Linked DNA regions of Mus musculus: regions 2 and 3 are each linked to region 1. A link is a contact called in public HiChIP or PLAC-seq data. All regions are on one chromosome and are shown on one strand. Each heading gives the region's core, a stretch centred on a gene start, on an enhancer-like site or on the middle of the called end of the contact. The rest is flanking DNA. Distances are from core to core; before and after follow the strand shown.

The links. HiChIP or PLAC-seq counts read pairs in DNA pulled down with a chosen protein or histone mark.
Region 2: a contact with region 1 is called in a FOXA1 HiChIP or PLAC-seq map of pancreatic cancer cells. The contact joins two enhancer-like sites. A contact is called at or near these places in 17 of 39 promoter capture datasets (the 3T3-L1 cell line, 3T3-L1-derived adipocytes, the C10 cell line and 10 more), 1 of 15 datasets of contacts at CTCF or cohesin (the NIH/3T3 cell line), 20 of 484 Hi-C or Micro-C datasets (CD4 T cells, CD8 T cells, the G1E-ER4 cell line and 13 more) and 2 of 115 datasets of contacts at active chromatin or transcription factors (embryonic stem cells and pancreatic cancer cells).
Region 3: a FOXA1 HiChIP or PLAC-seq map of pancreatic cancer cells shows a contact between it and region 1. The contact joins two enhancer-like sites. A contact is called at or near these places in 4 of 39 promoter capture datasets (embryonic stem cells, liver, stem cell-derived epiblast-like cells and 1 more), 1 of 484 Hi-C or Micro-C datasets (the G1E-ER4 cell line), 1 of 115 datasets of contacts at active chromatin or transcription factors (pancreatic cancer cells) and 1 of 9 other capture datasets (embryonic stem cells).

The regions. Positions count from the first base shown.
Region 1 is chr11:20,265,234-20,269,344 of GRCm38.p6, forward strand. No RefSeq gene overlaps it. Among named protein-coding and RNA genes, the nearest start is that of Gm39604, 13 kb to the left of the region's middle. Within about 2 kb of position 1,863, at least 5 of the 459 cell types and tissues checked have an H3K27ac peak or open chromatin away from gene starts, as enhancers often do. A contact at or near this core is called in pancreatic cancer cells, where this site is marked.
Region 2 is chr11:19,833,227-19,837,337 of GRCm38.p6, forward strand. No RefSeq gene overlaps it. Among named protein-coding and RNA genes, the nearest start is that of Spred2, 89 kb to the right of the region's middle. Within about 2 kb of position 2,110, at least 118 of the 459 cell types and tissues checked have an H3K27ac peak or open chromatin away from gene starts, as enhancers often do. A contact at or near this core is called in pancreatic cancer cells, where this site is marked.
Region 3 is chr11:20,593,734-20,597,844 of GRCm38.p6, forward strand. It overlaps a transcript of Sertad2 not described here. Among named protein-coding and RNA genes, the nearest start is that of Sertad2, 36 kb to the right of the region's middle. Within about 2 kb of position 1,853, at least 35 of the 459 cell types and tissues checked have an H3K27ac peak or open chromatin away from gene starts, as enhancers often do. A contact at or near this core is called in pancreatic cancer cells, where this site is marked.

The DNA.
Region 1 (4,111 bases), core at 613-3,112:
CAAATAGGAAAATTAAAGTCATAGATGGCCGATATAGCCATAAACTTATGGGGAAGAGATCTGTTACAGTAGTGGAAAATGCAAATTAATATCCTTTCAGTTTGCAAAACCAGTCAGGATCCTAATAAAAACATCAAATTAGTTAAGGAATGTTATCAAAGACAGTTACAGACTGTCCAGGCTGTCCATAAATAAGATACAGCAGAGGCTGACAATTCAGCTCGACCTCAAAGAGCCACTGCTGATAAGACACCAACAGCCTTACCACTAAGGTGGCTGACTGACCAATCCATTTGAATTGGTCAATGGTATATGACAAAAGAAAAACACAGGCACTAGAACAGCTAGTCCAGGAACAGCTAGAGGCTCAATATACAGAAGAGTCCACCAGCCCTTGGAATTCTCCAGTATTTGTCATTAAAAAGAAGTCTGGCCAATGAAAGATGTTGACAGATCTCAGAGCAATCAATAAGATTATTCAGCCAATGGGTTCCCTGCAGCCTGGAACTGCATTGCCTTTCTTGTTGCCTAAGGAATGGCCTATCATAGTGATTGATCTAAAAGATTGTTTTTTTTTTTTTTTCACAATTCCTTTATATGAACATGATAAGGAAAGGTTGGTTTTCTCAGTACCTACCTTTAATAGAGGTTGGACAATAAAAAGATATCATTGGAAAGTCCTGCCACAAAGAATGTTAAATAGCCCTACCTCATGTCAGTATTTTGTATAACAGCCATTATAGATGATTCATAAACAATTTCCTTAATACATTATTTATTATTATATAGATGATATCATACTGACTGATTAAGATATAAATATCCTAAAAAGAATGTTAGATGAAGAAAAGCAAACAAAGGGCTGGAGAGATGGCTCAGGGGTTAAGAGCACTGACTGCTCTTCCAGAGGTCCTGAGTTCAATTCCCAGCAACGACATGGTGGCTCACAACCATCTGTAATGGGATCCAATGCCCTCTTCTGGTGTGTCTGAAGATATCAACTGTGTACTCATATAATAAATAAATAAATCTTAAAAAATAAAAACAAACAAACGAACAAGCAACCCCTTCTAAAAATCCCTGCCTTGACTTTCTGGTAATTATAAATCATCCCTGAAAAGACACAAGAGAGGATTACATTAATTATCTAGTATATAGAATAAGTCTATAAAAGGGTAGGCCACAAAAGGTGCAAATCAGAAAAAAAAAAAAAACCAATTAAAGATTCTTAATGATTTTCAGAAGCTACTAGAAGATATTAACTGGCTGTGACCTGCAATTGGCTTGGCTACTCAAGAGGTAAACAATTTATTTCAAAACTTACAAGTTGATAAAGATTTAAATAGCCTGAGAAAATTATCTGCCAAGGCTGAAAAAGAGTTCGCTTTGGTAGAAAGTAAATTTCAGGATACACATCTAGATCATATTAATCCAAAGATGGCCTGCATCTTAGTTATTTTGCCTTCTACTCATTCCCCTACAGGAATTCTCAGGCAGAGGCAAGATTATATCTTAAAATGAATATTTTAAACACAGAAACAGTAAGAAATTAAAAACCTACATAGCAAAGTTTTCTAAATTGATGCTAAAAGGAAAAATGAGACGTTGACAGTTAGCTGTAATGGATCCAGCTAAAATTGTTGTACCTTTTATGAATATAGAGATTGTCTTGTTATGGACACAAGATAAAAATTGACAAATAGTCCCTATAAATCAGTTCAATTATATACAATACTTATGATGTTATCGGATTTTCAAGAGCCTCTTAATATAGTAACTGACTCTCCATATACAAAAGGGTTGTTTTGCACATAGAGACTGCTAAACTTACTCAGGATGACTCTAAATTGACTCACTGTTTATTCAGCCACAACAAATAATCAAGACTAGGAGTCATCCACTATATATATCCCACATGAGATCCCATACAGGTCTGCCAGGCCCTCCGGCACAAGGTAATAATAAAATTGATCACCTATTGATTGGAAGTGTATTAGACGCTTCAAAATGCCATTAAAAAACATGTTAACAGTAAATGTTTAAAGGAAGAATTCCCTATCACCTGGCAACAAGCCAAGAAAATTGTGAGACAATGTGCTACTTACATTATATAACCAAACTCCATTACCTACATGAATTAACCCTAAAGGTACTCAAAGAAGTGAAATTTGGCAATAGATATATTCAGTTTAGTAAACTGAGATATGTGCATCATACAATAGACACATATTCAAGATTTCAATGGGCAACTGCCTTAACTTCAGAAAAGGTTGATTCTATAATTACACATTTGTTAGAAGTTATGGCCATTATATACCCATACAAATTAAAACGAACAATGGTCTGGCATATGTATCTAATAAAATAAAACAAATTTTAAACGTAATATAATATAAAACAAAAGGGGGCAATGAAGATCTCTAAAGATATATTATATAGTACTTTATTTTTTAAAGATTTATTTATTTAATGTAGCTACACTGTCACTCTTGGGACACACCAGAAGAGAGCATCAGATCCCATTACAGATGGCTGTGAGCCACCATTTGTTGCTGGGAATTGAACTCAGGACCTCTGGAAGAGCAATTGGTGCTCTAAATCACTGAGCCATCTCTCCAGCCCTATATAGTACTTTATTAACCTTAAAATTTTTAAGTGCTAATGAACAAAAAACTATGGCTATTAAGAGACATTAGATTGTGGGAAAATCTACTAAACTAAATCAGCCTGCTTATTTTAAGGATGTTCTAACATCAGAATAGAAAACAAGAAATGTGGTACTCTGGGGGAGAGGTTATGCCTATGTTTCCACAGGAAAAGAAAAGGTATGGGTTTCTTTCAAGTTGATAAAAATCAGACATGACAAAGAGAGACCCCCCCCTAAAGATTTTGGCTATGGACAAGAAGGAGACTAACAAGATCAACAAGATAAGTGATGTATATGTACACAGAGGCAGCTCTGGGGCCAGCTGAGACTTAAATGTCTATATTCAGCCAATAACTCTTATTGGGAACAAAAATTCTCATGACTTATTATTACATACCATCCTTTAAGATGACATAAATGGAAATTTATATTGTGGTTTGATTATGTGATCAAACTATCTATCCTCTAAAGCAGGGCAGTTGTCTTTATTGATCTTCCTTAATCGATCCATACACTTTACATGTTCTATACAAATGTCTTTACAAAACTATGTATTGCTTGCTTTGACAGAATAAGTCTTTGGTTTTGTTTTGGTTTTGGCAGGTGTTACAGCCTATGTGCTGAGTTTTATAACCTGAACAGCATTTCCATCATGGAGTCAGATGTGCTAAGGTCTGGGCCTGTTACATTCCTCATTGGTCTTAGAAAACGAGTCAAACAATGGACTTATCCTGTTTTAGTTTTGATGCAGGAACCTGGTGTCAATCTAATCAGAATGAGAATTAAAGACCTGGCCCGTGTTTGATAGCAGAGTAGTTAGCCAGGGAACCAAGTATTTCCCCAACACTGGCAAGGTTTTGGGTCTTGTTTTTAATTACTCTTGATCAATTTGTATAGAAACAATAGGTTTTTCCCAAAGCCAGACATAGGTGTTGTTGTTGCTGTTGTTTTTAAAGCCCATGAGAAGTAACTCTAAGCCTCTCCAATTTGTAGGGTCATTTCTGTAAAGGAATCTAACTGTTGTTTTAATATCTCTAGGTCCTGATCAACCTATCATTAGTTTGGAAAGCATCAGAAGGGGCATATTTAGTCAAACCATTAATACATGCCCACAAAGTCGTCTCAGTTATATTGTTGTTATTTATAAGAATTAACCTATAAGGTTAATTCTATAAGCAGATATCAGTAGTGCCTAGGTTTAAAGTTTTGAATATTTGATAAGTTTTAGCCTTTATAAGTTTTTTTTTTTAAAGATTTATTTATTATTATATGTAAGTACACTGTAGCTGTCTTCAGATATACCAGAAGAGGGCATCAGATCTCGTTACGGATGGTTATGAGCCACCATGTGGTTGCTGGGATTTGAACTCTGGACCTTCGGAAGAGCAGTCGGGTGCTCTTACCCACTGAGCCATCTCACCAGCCCCCTTTATAAGTCTTTTAACATTAATTTGGGCTACTACC
Region 2 (4,111 bases), core at 860-3,359, 430 kb before region 1:
GGTGTCACCCAGATTAAAGTTCCACCTCAAAGATCTGGATCAAAGGTGGGTCTTCCTACTTCAATTATTTTTATTTAAAAAAAAAAATCTTGCCAGGCAGTGGTAGCTCATGCCTTAATCCCAGCACTCAGGAGGCCTAGGTGGGTAGATCTATGAGTTCAAGCCAGCCTGGTCTACAGAGTGAATTCCAGAATAGCCAGGGCTACACAGAGAAACCCTGTCTTGAAAAACAACAACAAACCAAATCCCTCTCAAGTGTACTCAACCACTTGGGCTTTGGTTAATTCCAGATGAAATCAAGATGACTTCCAAGAACAGCCATCGCAGTTAGAAGGATTGCTCTGTGAGACCTGGGAGTCTCTCTTCTCCAAAGTACCTTGGTCAAAGAGCCCTCAGCTCCCCCACAGAACCTCTGAGCAGGGAGGGACTCCTGGGACTGGAGGTAGGGGATTGCTCTGCAGAAATCTTCAAGTCAGTCATAAACAGTCTTTGAAGAGAAGGGACACAGCCCTGGGCTCTCTCAGTCTGAGTTTGGCATCCTTCCTGAATCAGGACCAGACTCTCCTCAAGTGGGAGGTTCACGGGAGAGAAACCAGCACACCTTTGGAACAGCATTCAGACCACAGATCTTGCCAGCACAGGACATGGCATGGGACCCCAGAGGAAAGTGTCCCCAGTGGATGCTGGCATTTGTTGAGGACAAAGGTTACCATCAAATACTGCCTTGGGAGACTCCCACCCAGTGCATAGAGACCAAGTTCCCTAGACAGAATGGCTGTCTTCAGACACATTCCCTGACTGGCCTCAGCTGTACCTGGACATCAAGACACTGTGCCTGGCACACACAATGCTCTCAACAGGGCTGGGGGAAGTCACTCAGGTGATGTCAAAGGCAGGCCACAGAAGGGAGAGGACACGGGTGGGTGCATGACTGCTATGCTTTGTAGCCCGGATGACCAAAGTGGCCCTGTCAGTGTTAGGGCTTGATGGTTCTTCTCTGATGGCTGCATTATGGGATCTGTAACTAGCATCCCAGATTCGACCCATTAAATAACAGTGAAGCCCCGTGAGCTATGGCAAATGTGTCTGCATCCATTAACAAGTCTGTATGGAGGAGAAATGGTGGCAATGTCGCCCCAGCTGGCAGTAGCTGGATTGTGGTGTTAACAGTGTCCAGTAGCCTCGGTAGCCCCGGCCTCCTCCCATGGCCTCAGACCCTGCACTCTGTGATTCCCCTGATCTCTTTCTCAAAAGGTTTCACTACTAAAACCTGTGGGCCTGCTTCCCTGTTCTTTCAAAATATGAGTGAATTCAAATTCAATTATTAATGACAAAAGATCCCATCTATTTACCTCCACACTCCCTCAATTGTTACTGGAGCTCTTAGAAGCAATCCTTTAGCAGGAATGCTGTGTCACAAAGACTCAAGACAGCACCGTCAGGGAGGAGGACAGTGACATTTTACGTGATCCGTGCTACAACAAGCAGCTGAGCACTTGGGCCTCAGCTCAGCGAGCTGGTGGTTCCCTCATGCCGGAGGCACAGAGGCCTGCACGGGTGCCCAGGCCGCCCTTGGAGGATGACTCAAAAACCATAAATGAGAATGTTGAAGGCTTGGGCCAGGAAGTTGCATAGCTGTAATCCCAGAAAGCTAAGGCAGGAGGATTATATAACCTAGGCTACATGGTGAACCAACCTCCACACCCCCGTGTGTGTGTGTGTGTGTGTGTGTGTGTGTGTGTGTGTGTGTGTGTGTTTGTGTGTGTGTGTGCGTGCATGTGTGTGTCCCTCTGTTCCCCTCAAAAAAGAAGGAAGGAAAAGAAAGATAAATAAGGAAAGGGGGAAGATTTTGAAGATTTTAAGCACTACCAAACCCAAGTCTCACCCTGAAACCGGTGTGTAGTCCCCACCTCCCGCTTTTCTCAGAGACCCCTGGCTGGCACCACAAAGGGGGTGAGGAACAAGGGGCCAGAGCCCAGGTCAAGAGCACACTCAGGAGATCTCTGCTGGCTTCCTGGCCTCCACAAGCTGGAGCAGCCTGTGACCTGGAGGCATTCCTCAGAAACAGTCACCAGCAGTGAGTCAGCTCAGCCGAGAGGCTCTAATGCAATTGCTTATTCACAACTACAGTTTTAGCACAATGGAGCACAGCTAAGAGCTCTGAGAAGCCCACCCACCTATGACATGCCAGTGAGCTGCTCAGCCCCCTCTGGTGGATGTCCTGTTAGTCACAGACAGCATCTGGCCCAGCTCCCCTATCTCCCCCCCTTTTGTATCTCCAGACATTTTACTAAACAGACACTGAGTCAGAATAAGTCGGTTTAGCAATTAAAATCTGTGTGGGGGCTGCCTCAGGGAGCATGTGGCGGGTCTGGAAATAAATATCCCTCCAGTATGGATCGTGCACACAGTGCAGAAGCCTAAATGTAATATGCATGAAGCTGCTCAGGGGCTGAGCCCACGATATGACTCCTCCTTTAGCAGGGATAGGAGGAGCTGCCATCCGCTTGCAAGGATGAATCGTGTGGTATAGGATGAACTGTCCTTAGGCAGAAAGAGCACTGTGATTCTGTCAAAGGAAACATGGACTTGACTCTGAAAGAAGAAAGTCCCACGAGGAACCTTGTTCAGGCAAGTTCAGCCTCAGACAACATCCATTACACTAAACCCAGGATGCTCAAAGAAACAGCCAGGTAGCCTGCACACACATTTCCAGCCCGTACTCTGGGTCTGGATCTATTTGGATACTTCTGGTAGGGGCCACAGAGACCACCTACAGCTCCAGATGGGAGAAAAAGCTGCCAATAACGGTGCCTCTGGTTGCAAGCCTGTTATCTGGCCAGCCACAGGGCCCTTCAGACTGGGTCACTTTTATCCTTTGCAGGTGAGAGCAGAGACACCTGGGAAACTGGAGGACTGCCTTTGCTTGCCAGTGTTCCCACTTAATGTCCACAAGGACCACCCACTCTGCTACAAAGTTCCTGGATTACAGGCTGTACCCTGGGCAGCTGGTGCAAACATCTGGCACCTGGGATATAGGCAGATTGTCAGATGTGCACACTCTTTCAGTCACCTGCCATCCCCACCCCCACCCCCACCCCATCTCCTTGAATCTCTTCCCCAGCCACCTCCTCTTAGCAGCAGCATAGACCTGCAATGTCAAAGGCAGCAAGCCCAGGCAAGACAGTGCCCTCCACACACCGCCTTTTCTGCACACTCTTGTAAGCCAAAGAGGGGCAACACATGGCCAAACGTCCCTGTTGCAAGATTCTGCTACACCAGTGGTTCATTCTTACGTCACAGACTCTTCTGAGAAGATAGTGAAAGCCAAAGATTCTTTGCCCAGGAAGAGAAAAAAAAAAAAAAGCATTTTCTCTTGGTACTGAAGAGGTGGCTCAGCGGTTAAGAGCACTGACTTCTTTTCCAAAGGTCCCGAGTACAAGTCCCAGCAACTACATGGCAGCTCACAACCATCTGTGATGAGGTCTGACAGCCTTGTCCGGTGTGTCTGAAGACAGCTACAGTGTACTTAGATATAACAAATAAATAAATCTTAAAAAAAAAAAAAAGCGCTTGCTGCTCTTCCAGAGGACCCAAATTCACAACTGTCTTTGACATACACACACACCTATATAAATAAATAAAGCTTTTAAAGATTGCAACCACCCATGGGCCTCTAGAAACCTCTCCTGTTGCCCTGCATGAACAAACAATGGCCAAGTCCTTTCCCTAGTTCTTGAAGCTTAAAGATGACACTTTCTACCAAACTAACCACTGCTCACCTTTCTGCCCTCTGATGGCCTCAGCTTTAGCACATACAGACAAGCACACACATGTACACACACGTGTTCACACACATGCTCACATACACACACATGAGCATGCACAAACATGCACACAAGGCATGGGCAAACTGGTACACAGGTCACAGACATGCACTCACATTCACACTCACACTTGCATACAGACACATGCACATGGAGTCACAAGCACGTACATTCCACATAGCATGAGGATATGTGCACACTCCCACATATATGCACACAGGTACATGAGGACTTTTGCCTGCCTGTCGCTTCTGTCTCCGAGCAGCAGAAAAGAGCGATGACAC
Region 3 (4,111 bases), core at 603-3,102, 330 kb after region 1:
TTGGGCACTAGCACACACTCATGCACAGATACACATAAATAAAAATGAGAAAAACAAATCTTTTAAGAAAGGTGCCATAACTTCCAATTTGGCTGCTCCCTTTGGAGCCATTCATACTGGTGGAAGTTCCGTGCTTCTTGGTTTTGTGTAATGAATTTTCACATTTCTCAGGTCATTCTTATTATGTGTCTCACCCTTCCCACCCCTGCCACCTCTACCTTGCTGCACTAGTCTTGGATTTTTCTTCAAAGTACTAATCATCTTGTGGGGGTGGGGGGAGCTTTTTTTTTTTTTTTTTTTTTTTTTTTTGGTCAAGGCTTATTTGACTGATGGCATTGTTCAAATGAATTTTGTGAAATCTGTAAAAATTTCTAGTAAAATACCTTTCTTCATCCTGGGCCATAAATAGTGAGATTAACTTTAGCACTAATGTTGAACTAAGGAATTCATGTTATTGGAGTCCACAGAGAGTGACCATCACCCTTGCACCTTGCAGCTAAATGATGTAGAACATGTTTTTGTTGTAGTTTAGTAATTCTATGGAGACAGACAAAGGTTTACTCTTACTCGGTCACATTGCCTAAGAGGAGGGTGGGGAAGCTCAGCCTGTGCTGGTGTTGGAATGTGGGGGTGAATGTGGTAGGAATTGTCCCTTACACGACAAAGCTGTTCCTTTCCTAGAGACAGCTTGTGTCTCCTGTCCCTTCTGTGGCCCGTACATTTGCATTGCCAGTGACCTGCCTGCACGGTGGAGCTGATGGCACGTGCGCTGTGTGCTGTAAGCTGCACTTACGCTTTCTGCACTTAGCAGAATAATTGGAATATGGCTGGTATCGACAAACATTTGTCCACTGGATCAGCTAAACCACAACAGGGTCTCACCGCTTCCTCAGGGTAGTGGCAGGAAATTCCAAAGCAGGAGCCCAGAATAGGCCCTGGCAAAAGTTTCCACTGACGGGGGCCCTGATGGCCACCGTCTGAGCACGCCTGTTTCCCGTCCAGCACTTTGCACATGGCACAGAGGCTCCATGGGAGTCTGTGCCGTAGAGGTTCTTCTTTCCATGGCCTGAGGAAGGTGCAGGGCTGAAGGGCAGTCATTTGGAAAGAAACTGCACAGGTTAATGTTGGAAGGTACCGATTTTTACTTCTGAAAAGGGTAGGCATTTCTGTAACACACATACACTCGAGTGTGCACACAGACACACACACACACACACCCGTCCCCACTGCCCCCACTTTGGTTTCTTCCTATTACATCCTGTCTAAACACCAAGTGCAAAGATTTCAACCCTGCCAATGTGAAAACCTGCGAGTTGGATGAGTCATGGATGGATTGTACAGTATACAAATTCTTTCTCAATGGAATTATTTACAAATGCTTCTCTCTCACACACAGACACACCGAGAGAGACAGAGAGAGAGAACATACAAGCAAGCGAGCGAGCGAGCACTGGTCACTCTGTGTGTATGAGAGTTTGGAGGTAGGAATTGCAAGGAGACTGGCTGTTTTTGTTTATACTGCTCATGAATATTATAGCATTTTGTAAATCTCACAGATTTCATACTCTTCTTAATCAAAATACAGTAACATTGTTTGATTGAAGAGAGTATGAAATGTATATGATTGTATAATATAGACTATTACTTTGAAATGAAATCCTTGGTTCAAAGGATTAAAAAAAATTAATTATTTGAGCAACTTTCAAAGACCCGTTGCTAATATACAAACTGTAGGTATAAGCAAAGGCATTTTCTTTTTAAGATCACGGATACACTCTTAGTCATATCTACTTCACTTTCTCCCCTCACTCCCCTCCACTCTCCTCCCGACGTGTCACCTTCTCACCTTCATGTCTGTTCTTGTTCTTTGGGGTGGGGTTGAGGGTGAGGCAGACCACGGAGTCCGGCTAACGCAGCCTGCTAGATAGTGGCTAATCTTGTTGGCATGCTCTTCTGCGTGTCTTGTGCAGGCGATGGTGTTACGTTCAGAAGGCAACACTTTCCATCTCTAGCTCCTCTGTTCTTTCTGCCTCCGCTTTCAGGATGTCCCCGTGCCTTACAGGGGGTTGATACAGACGTTCTATTTAGAGCTGTCTCTAAATTTGACAGTCTTTTTTTTTTTTTTTTTTTTTTCCATTTTTTATTAGGTATTTAGCTCATTTACATTTCCAATGCTATACCAAAAGTCCCCCATACCCACCCACCCCCACTCCCCTACCTGCCCACTCCCCCTTTTTGGCCCTGGCGTTCCCCTGTTCTGGGGCATATAAAGTTTGTGTGTCCAATGGGCCTCTCTTTCCAGTGATGGCCGACTAGGCCATCTTTTGATACATATGCAGCTAGAGTCAAGAGCTCCGGGGTACTGGTTAGTTCATAATGTTGATCCACCTATAGGGTTGCAGATCCCTTTAGCTCCTTGGGTACTTTCTCTAGCTCCTCCATTGGGAGCCCTGTGATCCATCCATTAGCTGACTGTGGGCATCCACTTCTGTGTTTGCTAGGCCCCGGCATAGTCTCACAAGAGACAGCTACATCTGGGTCCTTTCGATAAAATCTTGCTAGTGTATGCAATGGTGTCAGCGTTTGGATGCTGATTATGGGGTGGATCCCTGGATAAGGCAGTCTCTACATGGTCCACCCTTTAATCTCAGCTCCAAACTTTGTCTCTGTAACTCCTTCCAAGGGTGATTTGTTCCCACTTCTAAGGAGGGGCATAGTGTCCACACTTCAGTCTTCATTTTTCTTGAGTTTCATGTCTTTAGGAAATTGTAACTTATATCTTGGGTATCCTAGGTTTTGGGCTAATATCCACTTATCAGTGAGTACATATTGTGTGAGTTCCTTTGTGAATGTGTTACCTCACTCAGGATGATGCCCTCCAGGTCCATCCATTTGGCTAGGAATTTCATAAATTCATTCTTTTTAATAGCTGAGTAGTACTCCAAAACCAAATTCTCACATTATCTCTCCACGAATCCAGCCCTTCAAAGGGTAATAACAGAAAAAAACCAATACAAGAACGGGAACAATGCCCTAGAAAAAACAAGAAGGTAATCCCTCAACAAACCTAAAAGAAGACAGCCACAAGAACAGAATGCCAACTTTAACAACAAAAATAACAGGAAGCAACAATTACTTTTCCTTAATATCTCTTAACATCAATGGTCTCAACTCCCCAATAAAAAGACATAGACTAACAAACTGGCTACACAAACAAGACCCAACATTTTGCTGTTTACAGGAGACACATCTCAGAGAAAAAGATAGACACTACCTCAGAATAAAAGGCTGGAAAACAATTTTCCAAGCAAATGGACTGAAGAAACAAGCTGGAGTAGCCATCCTAATATCTGATAAGATTGACTTCCAACCCAAAGTCATCAAAAAAGACAAGGAGGGGCACTTTGTTCTCATCAAAGGTAAAATCCTCCAAGAGGAACTCTCAATTCTGAATATCTATGCGCCAAATACAAGGGCAGCCACATTCATTAAAGAAACTTTAATAAAGCTCAAAGCACACATTGCACCTCACACAATAATAGTGGGAGACTTCAACACACCACTTTCACCAATGGACAGATCATGGAAACAGAAACTAAACAGGGACACACTGAAACTAACAGAAGTGATGAAACAAATGGATCTGACAGATATCTACAGAACATTTTATCCTAAAACAAAAGGATATACCTTCTTCTCAGCACCTCATGGTACCTTCTCCAAAATTGACCACATAATAGGTCACAAAACAGGCCTCAACAGATTCAAAAATATTGAAATTGTCCCATGTATCCTATCAGATCACCATGCACTAAGGCTGATCTTCAATAACAAAAAAAATAACAGAAAGCCAACACTCACGTGGAAACTGAACAACACTCTTCTCAATGATACCTTGGTCAAGGAAGGAATAAAGAAAGAAATTAAAGACTTTTTAGAGTTTAATGAAAATGAAGCCACAACGTACCCAAACCTTTGGGACACAATGAAAGCATTTCTAAGAGGGAAACTCATAGCTCTGAGTGCCTCCATGAAGAAACGGGAGAGAGCACATACTAGCAGCTTGACAACACATCTAAAAGCTCTAGAAAAAAAGGAAGCAAATTCACCC